2 separate regions of the Salmo salar genome follow, and region 1 is linked to region 2. The links are chromatin contacts, called in public Hi-C maps. All regions are on one chromosome and are shown on one strand. The core of a region is the stretch at or near the end of the contact, and the rest is flanking DNA. Distances in the headings are between cores, read along the strand shown.

The links. Hi-C and Micro-C count contacts between places; a contact is called where the count stands out from the background.
Region 1: a Hi-C map of blood shows a contact between it and region 2, with 8 times the contacts expected there. The contact joins the promoter of LOC106582153 here to the promoter of tfg in region 2. A contact is called at or near these places in 2 of 3 Hi-C or Micro-C datasets (blood and gill).

Annotation. Positions count from the first base shown.
Region 1 is chrssa21:26,076,003-26,081,487 of Ssal_v3.1, forward strand. It overlaps LOC106582153 (sentrin-specific protease 7), which reads right to left and starts at 3,257. Exons shown (of 23, transcript XM_014164946.2): 1 at 3,038-3,257.
Region 2 is chrssa21:25,904,414-25,909,798 of Ssal_v3.1, forward strand. tfg (trafficking from ER to golgi regulator) reads left to right here and starts at 1,503. Exons shown (of 8, transcript NM_001173811.1): 1 at 1,503-1,614.

The DNA of each region.
Region 1 (5,485 bases), core at 2,007-4,506, 170 kb after region 2:
CCTTTTTCCAAAATGGCACCAAACAACTCAATGGGGTCTTATTGGATCGATTTTGCATGACCATACCTGTATGAAAGAATTGTAGTACGCCCAATAATATCTTAAAATGGTCATAATGATGTAGAATACACAACCAAATGAGCCAAGTGTGTCATATATACAAAGGTGTTCAATTATTCACAGAACTGTGGTAAGAATGTGCCCAAAAAGGTGTCAGAATCACTGATTTCTGAAGATGTTTAAAATCTTAATTGCAATATTTCATTTTCAAACATTTAAAATGGATTTATACTTGTAAATATTCATGAATGTGGGCTGACTAAAAGGATATACAATGTTATCCTATTAAACTATTTTCATTATGAGGACTATAAACCTGCCCCGGATATTCCATGTAGTAAAATCCAATGTTGGGCCTGTTGAGGCCTGTTATATTAATTGATACTTTTAGTTTTCTAATAACAGACCAACCTGCTACGGCCCCATAGTAAGAATACATTTTAAAGGGATAATCCATCCCCTGAAATAAGTGGTCCGTCTGTGAAACCACAAATCGTGCAAGAACGTGTCATAGCCACATGGTTCTTGTCACTGGAGATAGGGGATAACACACCATCACATTTCATGACACTCTTAATAAAACAACGACTTACAATCCAACTCGCCAAATCAGCCAATAGATGGTATGAGCATACTTGTCTAGAACACATCCGTCCGTTTATATCATCATGGCAAAGTATATATTTTGCTTAGATGTGCTCAATCTAGTGGAACAAATTATTCAACTCAGTTTCTCCTTCAAGTACCATCTTGCAACGCAACCTGTGTGTCTGTGGGTAAGGACCCCTGTTCCCATAGCAACGTACTTTGCACCTGCTCTGGGCAGCAGAGTTGCAATTTGAACTTGGTGAGAGACTCCTAAATTAATGGGTGCAGTTCGTTTAGGCGATTTTACAGCTAACCATCTACCTCACATGCTGATACTGACTTTGGTATTATTGTGTGGATTTACATTTGCTAGCTAGCCAGCCCAGAGTGAGCATTGCTTTGTGGGTTTTGTTGTGGACTTGAGCTGCAACAGATTTCCACATACCAACCTTGTTATAATGACAAAAATAAATATTTGTTCACAAAAAATATAGTTTTCACATATTACTGTTATTTAACACAGTTTGACACTGTTAAACATAGGAATTAGGGGTTTGGGGTGGATTATCCCTTTACATTTTGACTAATTATGTGTAATGGTTTTCTGCTCTCGTCAAGATAATAGGTTAAAACATATTGGCATTCACATGGAATTGTACAAGTGCTCTAATCCTCTGCTTTATGAAAACAGTTAATAGGATAACATTGTATATCATTTTTTAAAGATTAAATATTGCAATTAAAGTCCCCATGCAGTCTTTGTAATTGATTGTTTCAAATCATCACTGTAGGTCTAACAAATCATTGTGTTTATATAATGAAAGTAACTCAAGTATATTTTTTAGCAATTATATCCCCAAGCCTCCTTTGGCCCTGGAAATGCTCAGGCTGATCATATGGGTGTTAGGAAACAAATGTTAAGATATTTACATACACAGCCATGATCGGCTGATAGGATGCTATAGAGCGCACCCGCTTACCCAGATTAACAGTCATTGGTCTATTTTAATCAGATCACATTGTGATGTTATGTGGGCCAAAAGTTCCATCCCACCTGAACAGACTGAAATTACTGGCATTTTTTCTTCTAAATAGCCCTTATACAAAAACTGCATTATCAAAATGTTCACAATTTCCAAGTGTTATTTCGACCTCTGTGTGGAAATATTAAAAATAAACAAGAAAATCACGTTAACTGCACTGCCCCTTTAAGCATTCTTAACATTTCAGTTAAGAAATCAGTGATCAGGACAGCTTTTTGGGCATTCTTACCCCAGTTCTGTGAATCATTTAACATATTTATATAACTGGCACAATTGGCTAATTTGGTTGTGTATTCTACATCCCTATGACCATTTTAAGATAATATTGGGCATACTACAATTATGTTTCATTCAGGTATGGTGATACAAAATTGATCCAATAATACCCATTGTGTTGTTTGGCGGCCATATTGGAAAAAAGCTTCAGTGGAGTTATTGCGTGAATCCTGTGATGGTCCTGTATCTAGAAATGTTTTTAAAACCCTGTTGTGTGTGTGTGTGAGCAATTTAATGCTTCTATCACCGAAGTTACAATACAAAAACATAGCTGCCCCACTATATGGCTAAGCTTCCAACAATTCGAATTTCTAGCGTATTGTTGTCAAGATACCAGTATTGCGATACAACGAAGTAAGGAAGCAAAGGAAACAAAACATGAAGTGGACTTAATTTCTCAAGGAAAACATTCCTAATGTTGGAGAAAAAAACTGCCTTATGTTGTCACCCAGAGTCACATTTGAAGTTGTTTATATTTATACCACTTAAAAGGAAATTTCATGACCACCCAAATGTATCAGGGTTTACTTTTTTAAGCATGAACATTACAAAATGTGGATGGATAGCTGTGAATCTAAGTTTACTAATAATATGATTAAAGGGTAACGTTATAGGTGAGCAATAACTGGTTCTATACTGACATCGGAATTTTACGATATGACGAACAATGGTAAAAATGAATGGGATGGAGGGATGAAAAGAGTGATAACACGGAGAAAGCTGCCATGAGACATCGTCACCCCAAGAGTGAGCCCGACTGCCCACATTTGGGGGGGTCTGGCCCGTGCCATGGATTACTATGCTAGCAATCATTGGCTAGTCCTCGGGTCGCTACTCGTTGCATTTCGCTAACGTTAAATATTGCTCGTATAATGGTTATCTTCGTGTGTGCCATTTGTCATTCTAGAATAGCATTCAACTATGCACAGTCACGCTAGCTAACAAAACCTGGCAACAAGCTGCCTGTAACTTCAGAAACATTTGGTGTAGGCGAGCCTTAGCTAGCATCTATGAATAGGCTAACGTTAGCTAGCTAGCAGGTAACTTTTGTCCCCAGTTCTCATACTTACTCGGTAATACAGTGAGTTAGTGCAACATACACACGCGTGACCAAAGAACGAAGAGACGGAAAATGTACACAGCTACTGCACTCTCCAAATCATCTTGCTGATTAATTGCAAAGCCCATAAAATCATAAATACACGTTGTTTGCAAAGGTTGCCGTTGTTTTCAAGCTTTTCCTGGTTCAGAAGAACATCCTGTTGTTTCCGGAAGTGAACAATCTAGATATATGAGACCATAGAATGAGAATATTATTTGCATCCAAGTCTATGTTTTATGACTATTATTTGGTTACAAATGTACACTTATATGATATTAAATATGAAATACATTGAATTATTCTAATATACCTTCATAGTATCAAATTACTTGATATGTAGGCTACTCATGGTCCACATAACATTTTTCATTTAATGTTGCAGATATGTAAGAAATGTTTTAATGATTCATTGCACTTCTTGATAACGTTCATCAGATACTTTAATATCTAATTGCTCATAATTTACATTCTGAGAAGTTATATGCACACAAAACAATAAAAGACAAGTCATTCATATACTTTTCAAATATTACTGTTCAAATGTATTTTCTATTTAAAAAAAAAAAGTAACCTTTATTTAACTAGGCAAGTGAGTTAAGAACAAATACTTATTTTCAATGACGGCCTAGGAACAGTGGGTTAGTTGCCTGGTTCAGGGGCAGAATAACAGATTTGTACCTTGTCAGCTCGGGGATTTGAACTTGCAACCTTGTGGTTAATAGTCCAATGCTCTAACCACTAGGCTACGCTGCCACCCCAACTATGCATGGTTAATAAACAGAGAGTAGCAGCAGTGTAAAAATGGGGGGTGGGGACAACACAAATAGTCTGGGTAGCCATTTGATTAGCTGTTCAGGAGTCTTATGGCTTGGGGGTAGAAGCTGTTAAGAAGCCTTTTGGACCTAGACTTGGCGCCGTGCGGTAGCAGAGAGAAAAGTTTATGACTAGGGTGGCTGGAGTCTTTGGCAATTTTTTGTGCCTTCCTCTGACACGGCCTGGTATAGAGGTCCTGGATGGTAGGAAGCTTGGCCCCAGTGATGTACTGGGCCGTATGCACTACACTTTGTAGTGCCTTGCAGTCGGAGGCCGAGCGGTTGCCAATTACTTCATATTTCACACAATCCTTACACTGACATAGTGACTGATGTGAGTGAAAGTTGGAGTTACAACAGGTATCTCAGCTTAGTATTTGGACCACTGAGTATGGGCACACTGGACAGAGACTGGGACAGCAAGGGCATGACAACATACGTATGTTAAAGAAAAGCTTCCATAGATCAGTGAATAATCAATAATATGACAATATCCTGTTAAGATACTTGGGTTCAGAAACCTCACTCCTAAACCCATACAACATCAATGAAATGGAATCACGTATCATGTCATATACTGTTTGGTCTAAAAATCTGTTATCGTTATGGTCATGGTGATATGGGAATGCTTTGACTAAAGTCAGTAAAGTAAGTCTCAAATAGTCTATTGAAAGTGTGTAGGGCTATAAAAATGTTAAAATGTGGCCTCAAGTGAATCTGACTAGATATACAGTTCTATGAGTTTATCTTTTTCAATAAATGTTTAATGATCATAGATTGGTCCCAGCCTGGAATCCAGTGAAACCTTTAACCTCAGGATCCACACTTCCGCATGGCTGTCTCTGATGATGCACAGGGCCGCCGTTAGCGATAACATCATCATGAGGTTTAGGGGTTATTACGGCTGCTGGTAGATCAGAACCAGATGTCAACTTCTCCTTCTTATTAAAGCTGGAGACAGGAAATAAAGGGAAGTAGAAAACACAGGATTCAAAATACACAGACACAGACAAACACACCCACCCACACCAGTTCTTTGTAAAGGTTATGCAAAGGCCAGACAAGTTTTAGCAGACCAGCACAGGGATTCATTTAGTTACCAAATGACACGATTAGCCTGTCTAATCATGCTGACTGATAATGCTGGATGAGTCTCAGCCATAAATAGCTGGTTCTCAAACAATAGTTCAAACAATAATCAATTTGTGGAAATTACCATCATGATTGACACATACTGTAGGTAAATACTACAGCAGTCTTTTAAAGCCACATGGAGAAGCCTTAGGGTAATAATTACTATAGACAGGTTTTGTCAAACCTATGGAACCTAATGTTGTCCAACCAGGGATAAGAGAGGAACCTACGGAACCATACACTGTTCTTAACTCTGGCATTGTTGGGTACCACAATGATACACAGGCTATGAAATGACTACATGTATTGTTGAAATGTGTATTTTAAAACTAGATTTGTTGTTTTAGTCATTGATGATGTGTTTGGATAACTGCATTGCACTTAATTGATCTGCCAATGAAAATGTACACTCCTCACTGTCCAGATGCTGGCTGAGAGAGAGATAAGCACTGCAAGGCTTTCCACCAAGT
Region 2 (5,385 bases), core at 253-2,752:
GAATTTCTTCCTTCTTAATGCATTTGAGCCAATCAGTTGTGTTGTTACAAGTTAGCAGTAGTATACAGAAGATAGCCCTATTTGGTAAAAGACCAAGTCCATATTTTGGCAAGGACAGATCAAATAAGCATAGAGAAATGACAGTCCATCATTACTTTAAGACATGAAGGTCAGTCAACATGGAACATTTCAAGAACTTTGAAAATGACTTCAAGTGCAGTCACAAAAACCATCAAGCGCTATGGTGAAACTGGCTCTCGTGAGGACCACCACAGGAAAGGAAGACCCAGAGTTACCTCTGCTGCAGAGGATAAGTTTGTTAGAGTTAACTGCACCCCAGATTGCAGCCCAAATAAATACTACACAGAGTTCAAGTAACAGACACATCCCAAAATCAACTGTTCAGATGAGACTTGCTTGAATCAGGCCTTCATGTTCGAAGTGCTGCAAAGAAACCACTACTAAAGGACACCAATAAGAAGAAGATACTTTCTTGGTAAAGAAACACGAGCAATAGATATTAGACCGGTTTAAATCTGTCCTTTGGTCTGATAAGTCCACATTTGAGATTGTTGGTTCCAACCACCGTGTCTTTGTGAGTCGCAGAGTAGGTGAATGGATGATCTCGACATGTGTGATTCCACCGTGAGGCATGGAGGAGGAGGTGTGATGTGTGGGGGTGCTTTTCTGGTGACACTGTCAGTGATTTATTTAGAATTCAAGGCACACTTAATCAGCATGGTTACCACAGCATTCTGCAGCAATACACCATCCCATCTGGTTTGTGCTTAGTGGAACTATCATTTGTTTTTCAGCAGGACAATGACCCAAAACACACCGCCAGGCTGTGTACGGGCTATTTGACCAAGAAGGAGAGTGATGGAGTGCGGCATCAGATGACCTGGCCTCCACAATCACCCGACCTCAACCCAATTGAGATGGTTTGGGATGAGTTGGACCATAAAATGAAGGAAAAGCATCCAACAAGTGCTCAGCATATGTGAGAACTCCTTTAAGACCGTTGGAAAAGCATTCCTCATGAAGCTGGTTGAGAGAATGCCAAAAGTGTGCAAAGCTGTCATCAAGGCAAAGGTTGGCTACTTTGTTGAATATAAAATGTGTTTTGATTTGGTTACTACATGATTCCATATGTGTTATTTCACAGTTTTGATGTCATCACTATTATTCTACAATGTTGAAAATAGTAAAAATAAATAAAAACCCTTGAATTAGTAGGTGTGTGAAAACGTTTTACTTGTACTGTGTGTCACTGCAACCATTGAAATGAAAAGAACGACCTGCAAAACACAGTACAAAGGAAAGCAGTCACACAGTCACACATTTATAATATAAAACTCAATTTCCCAACCTGCGCCTATGCAGAAAAAAATCTGCTGATTTCGCTCAAATGTCACTGTCAAACGTGTCAAATAGTTGAGCAGCTGCGACTGCGCCCTCCGCGGTATGCCACGTACAGGTTGACGTCGACAAGCGGACAGACTTCCTGATGAGAAGCTGGGTTTCTGTGTTTGCCAGCCTGGGTAACAGATTTTGCCTGACACGGTCTTCCCAGAACCACCGATACCACAGCGGGATCAAGACGTCCATTTACAGGTGGGATTCATATAATTTGTCTTTTTCAATATTCCTAATATGTATGTTGACAACATGAATCAGATTCTAAACGCTAGCTATCGTTAGCATTTCTAGCTAACGATTGATGCTAGTATCGGGTTTGTTGTTTTTATAGCCTAATTTATTTGATGGTAGAAGTGCAATGAAATTGTATTGCTACATGATGATAGAAATACAATGAAATTGTGTGTTTGTGTTAAATTAAGTCGATGAACTTGCGTTCTTTGACGCCGGTAAGAATGTTCAGTTTGGTTAAATATTTTGCAGGAAGTCAACATTATAACCACGAATGGGAGTTTTGAATGGGTCTTTATTTGTCAGGGTTCTACATCCTGTCAGTGACACAGGAAAATGGCCTGGTTATGTTTATGATACAACTTGGCTTGCATACCAGTTAGTTTCCTTTCGACACCTATTAACGATACAATTAGTTAGCTATCTAGGTTATAAATATAGACAGTACAACTGATTTTTGAGTTAGCTAGTTTATTGACCTCACAATGAACTGTCAAGTTAGCAAGCTAGCTATATTGAATCTCAGACAAAAAGACTACAAACTGCAATCCTGAACCTCGCCCTTTCATTAACTAGTACTATAACTGCGTGATTTATGTAACGTTACAAGCCGTATTATGTTGTCCTCGTTGGCGTAACATAACTATTAGCTAAGTGTAATTGTAGATAATTTTAGCTAACCTTGTTTGACACATTGTTGGTAATTTAATTTAGCTAGCTAGATACTGTACTGTTAGCTCTAGTTTGCTAGCCACTGCTGGCCAGACCAACAAGTTGTTGCAGGTCACGTGATTTGAAACTATTGTAACTATTTTCTTGATGGGCTCATTTTAGTGTGGACTGGATAGGGAATAGATTGTTTATCCTAATCTAATCAGTTAAGCTGATTAGCTAGCTAGCCCGTATTTTATTCTAACGACATTAAACAGTAGTGTTCCATGATCTAATCAACACATTCTGGTAATTCCCTCTTTCCATTTAAGTTCCAGTACTAGGCCTATAGGCCAAAGTCTGGTTGAACCAGACTGACGGCTCAGGCTAGCTCAGCTGTGTTCAGCCTGTTGTACTTGAACCTTAGACTTTTGGAAGCAGAGTGAAACTGTAAACTATATAGTAGCACTTGAGCAATGTTGTAAAGGGCAGTGACGTGTTTGCCATTCAAAGGTAAAGATGAGTGAATCCTAGGTTGATAGATTAATGATAACACCATTCTTCCATGATCCAAGCACTTTGTCTGTAACTGAAGTTTTTTTTTTTAAAGTGATGATGCTTGTTTTTCAATGGTGGTTTGTTGGCTTACTAATCATCTATATGACTGTGGTCCTTTAGTGTAGAGTGGCTTATTTGCATCATAGGCTCCTGTTATTGTTATGCCCTCTCTTTCCTTAACCCTAAAAGCACCAACGGAGGTCATTCTTTTTACCCCAAATTGGTAATGATTGAAAAGACAGTCTATCAAGCATTAACACTTTTTATTTTAATCACCTTTTGTAACACAAATGGTTTAAATTCCCCAAAATAAGCATCAGTTTTTTTTTCATGTTTGCACATTTATAGCAGGGCGGGGCTTACTAGATACTGGAAATCAGCACAATGCCTCTTGTGGCGAAATTATGGAAGTAAGAACTGCCAATGAAAATACATGGTCACTAATCAGGTTTCCAACCTTTTTCTGCGAGTAAAGTACATGTCGGGTAACTTTTTTTAATGACAGGCCTGATGTCGACAAAACAAAATACACTAGACAAGCTGGGATGTTTTTGTGTCGATGAAATGTCGGTCGGAATGCTTTAATTCTTAAGGATCGGCGTCCCATCGACAGGACAGTTGTAAATCATGCAGCGCGTTATGTCAAGATCACAGATTTTAGAGAAACAACAAATGTCGGTACATATGTCTTATATCGGCTGAAAGCTTAAATTCTTGTTAATATAACTGCACTGTCCAATTTACAGTAGCTATTACTGCGGGGGAAAAATGCCGTGCTATTGTTTGAGGAGAGCTCCTAACAACAACAACTTTTTTTCTCTTTGCGATAGGTTTGATAAATTCACCTCTTATGGTGAAATGTGTACTTACATTCTGAAATCTTGTTCTGATTTATCATCCAAAGGGTCCCAGAGATAACATGAAGTGTCGTTTTGTTAGATAAAATAATTTTTCATGTCCTAAAAAGATCCATATAGCATGCACGATCGATTTTGTATTTCCACTTGTTCAATTTTCAAAGAAGGGAATCTGTGAAAATCTCACCCTAAACGTTGTTTCAACGAGTCAAGTCACGTTTGTATCTATTCTTCAGAGATCCTAGAAGGTAACAAGACTTCACTATTTTGTTAGGGGTGTAGTATATCCTATAGGACACCATATTTGGTCAGAGAGCGATGCCTTCATGGCACGCCGATGACGCGGGCGGCCATCATTTGAACGACTTTCTTTGTCAAATAAGCACCAATTGGGGTCAAACAAAGCTATCTAGATATCCAATAAGCTGGGCTTTACCAGAGTATCCGGAAACCATGTATATGTTGTAAAATGTAGCTACTAACCTTGTATGGCAGCAAAACGACATCATTTTGGACCGAAATTATAAGGATTTTCAGAGTTATGAAAACTGGTTGTTTTGCAAATGTTGAACTTATAATATGGCTACTAATACTTGGAAAGCTAAATTGAAGTCCAAGTATACAGATTTAGCGATATTCTTGCAGAAAAATGGAATATGACTGCAAATGTCTCCTTCACATGGTAGAAAAAGACCGGTTGTTTTTCTTTCTTTGTATTTTCTTCTACCAGATCTATTGTTATATTCTCCTACATTCAATTCACTTTTCCACAAACTTCAAAGTGTTTCCTTCCAAATGGTACCAAGAATATGCATTTCCTTGCTTCATGACCTGAGCTACAGACAGTTAGATTTGGGTATGTCATTTATTGAAAAAAAGGGGGCTATCCCTAAAGTTTTAATGCGCTAATGTTGATATAATCATATCGAAGTAAACTTGGAGTCACGCGATGACAGCCTGTCTGCTACCCCTACGACTCGTCGGGAAAGCATGCAGTTCATTAGGGCTATAGATGAAATAAGTGATTAACTTCACAGGGTGGTGAAAGTGCAAGGTGATGAGCTTGACGCTCCTTTCCAATAAATATCGAGGGTCTTATTCTGGTGACGTAATCATCGATACCTTGCTGCCGTTTCACTAATAAAACAGTCTTGCTCTTTTATCCATTTTAATCTTATAATGTAGGCCATTCGTGTGCTATAGCCAACAGCGTGCAGATGCAGTATATGTATACTGTTGGCTGGAGTGCATGTGCCAATACCGGAATGGGCACACTTGCTATATAATACAAATGTCAATGTGAGAACCATCAGTAGAGTTAAAAATGCAATGGAAACCCATTTAACTTTATTTGGTACGTGGGATTTTAACCGCAAAAGGTATTTTTATGTGCACTACGTCATCACGCAGAGACTAATCTCTAATTTCATGAAAACATCTCAGGTGGGAAAATGTGCATGTTTTTATGCAGATTTTAGAATGTTTGCATGAAAGTCTGTTGCCAATTGGATGGAAACCAATTGGCAACGGGCTGTCGGGGTGCGTCCCACGCCACTGCCTATAACTATAAGAAATCTAAGAAGTCATTTATATCCAGCTCAGGGCTCCAGCTATGCATTTGGTTTGCTAACTTGTTAGCCAAGTGGCTGGATATCAAGCTTATTAGTTA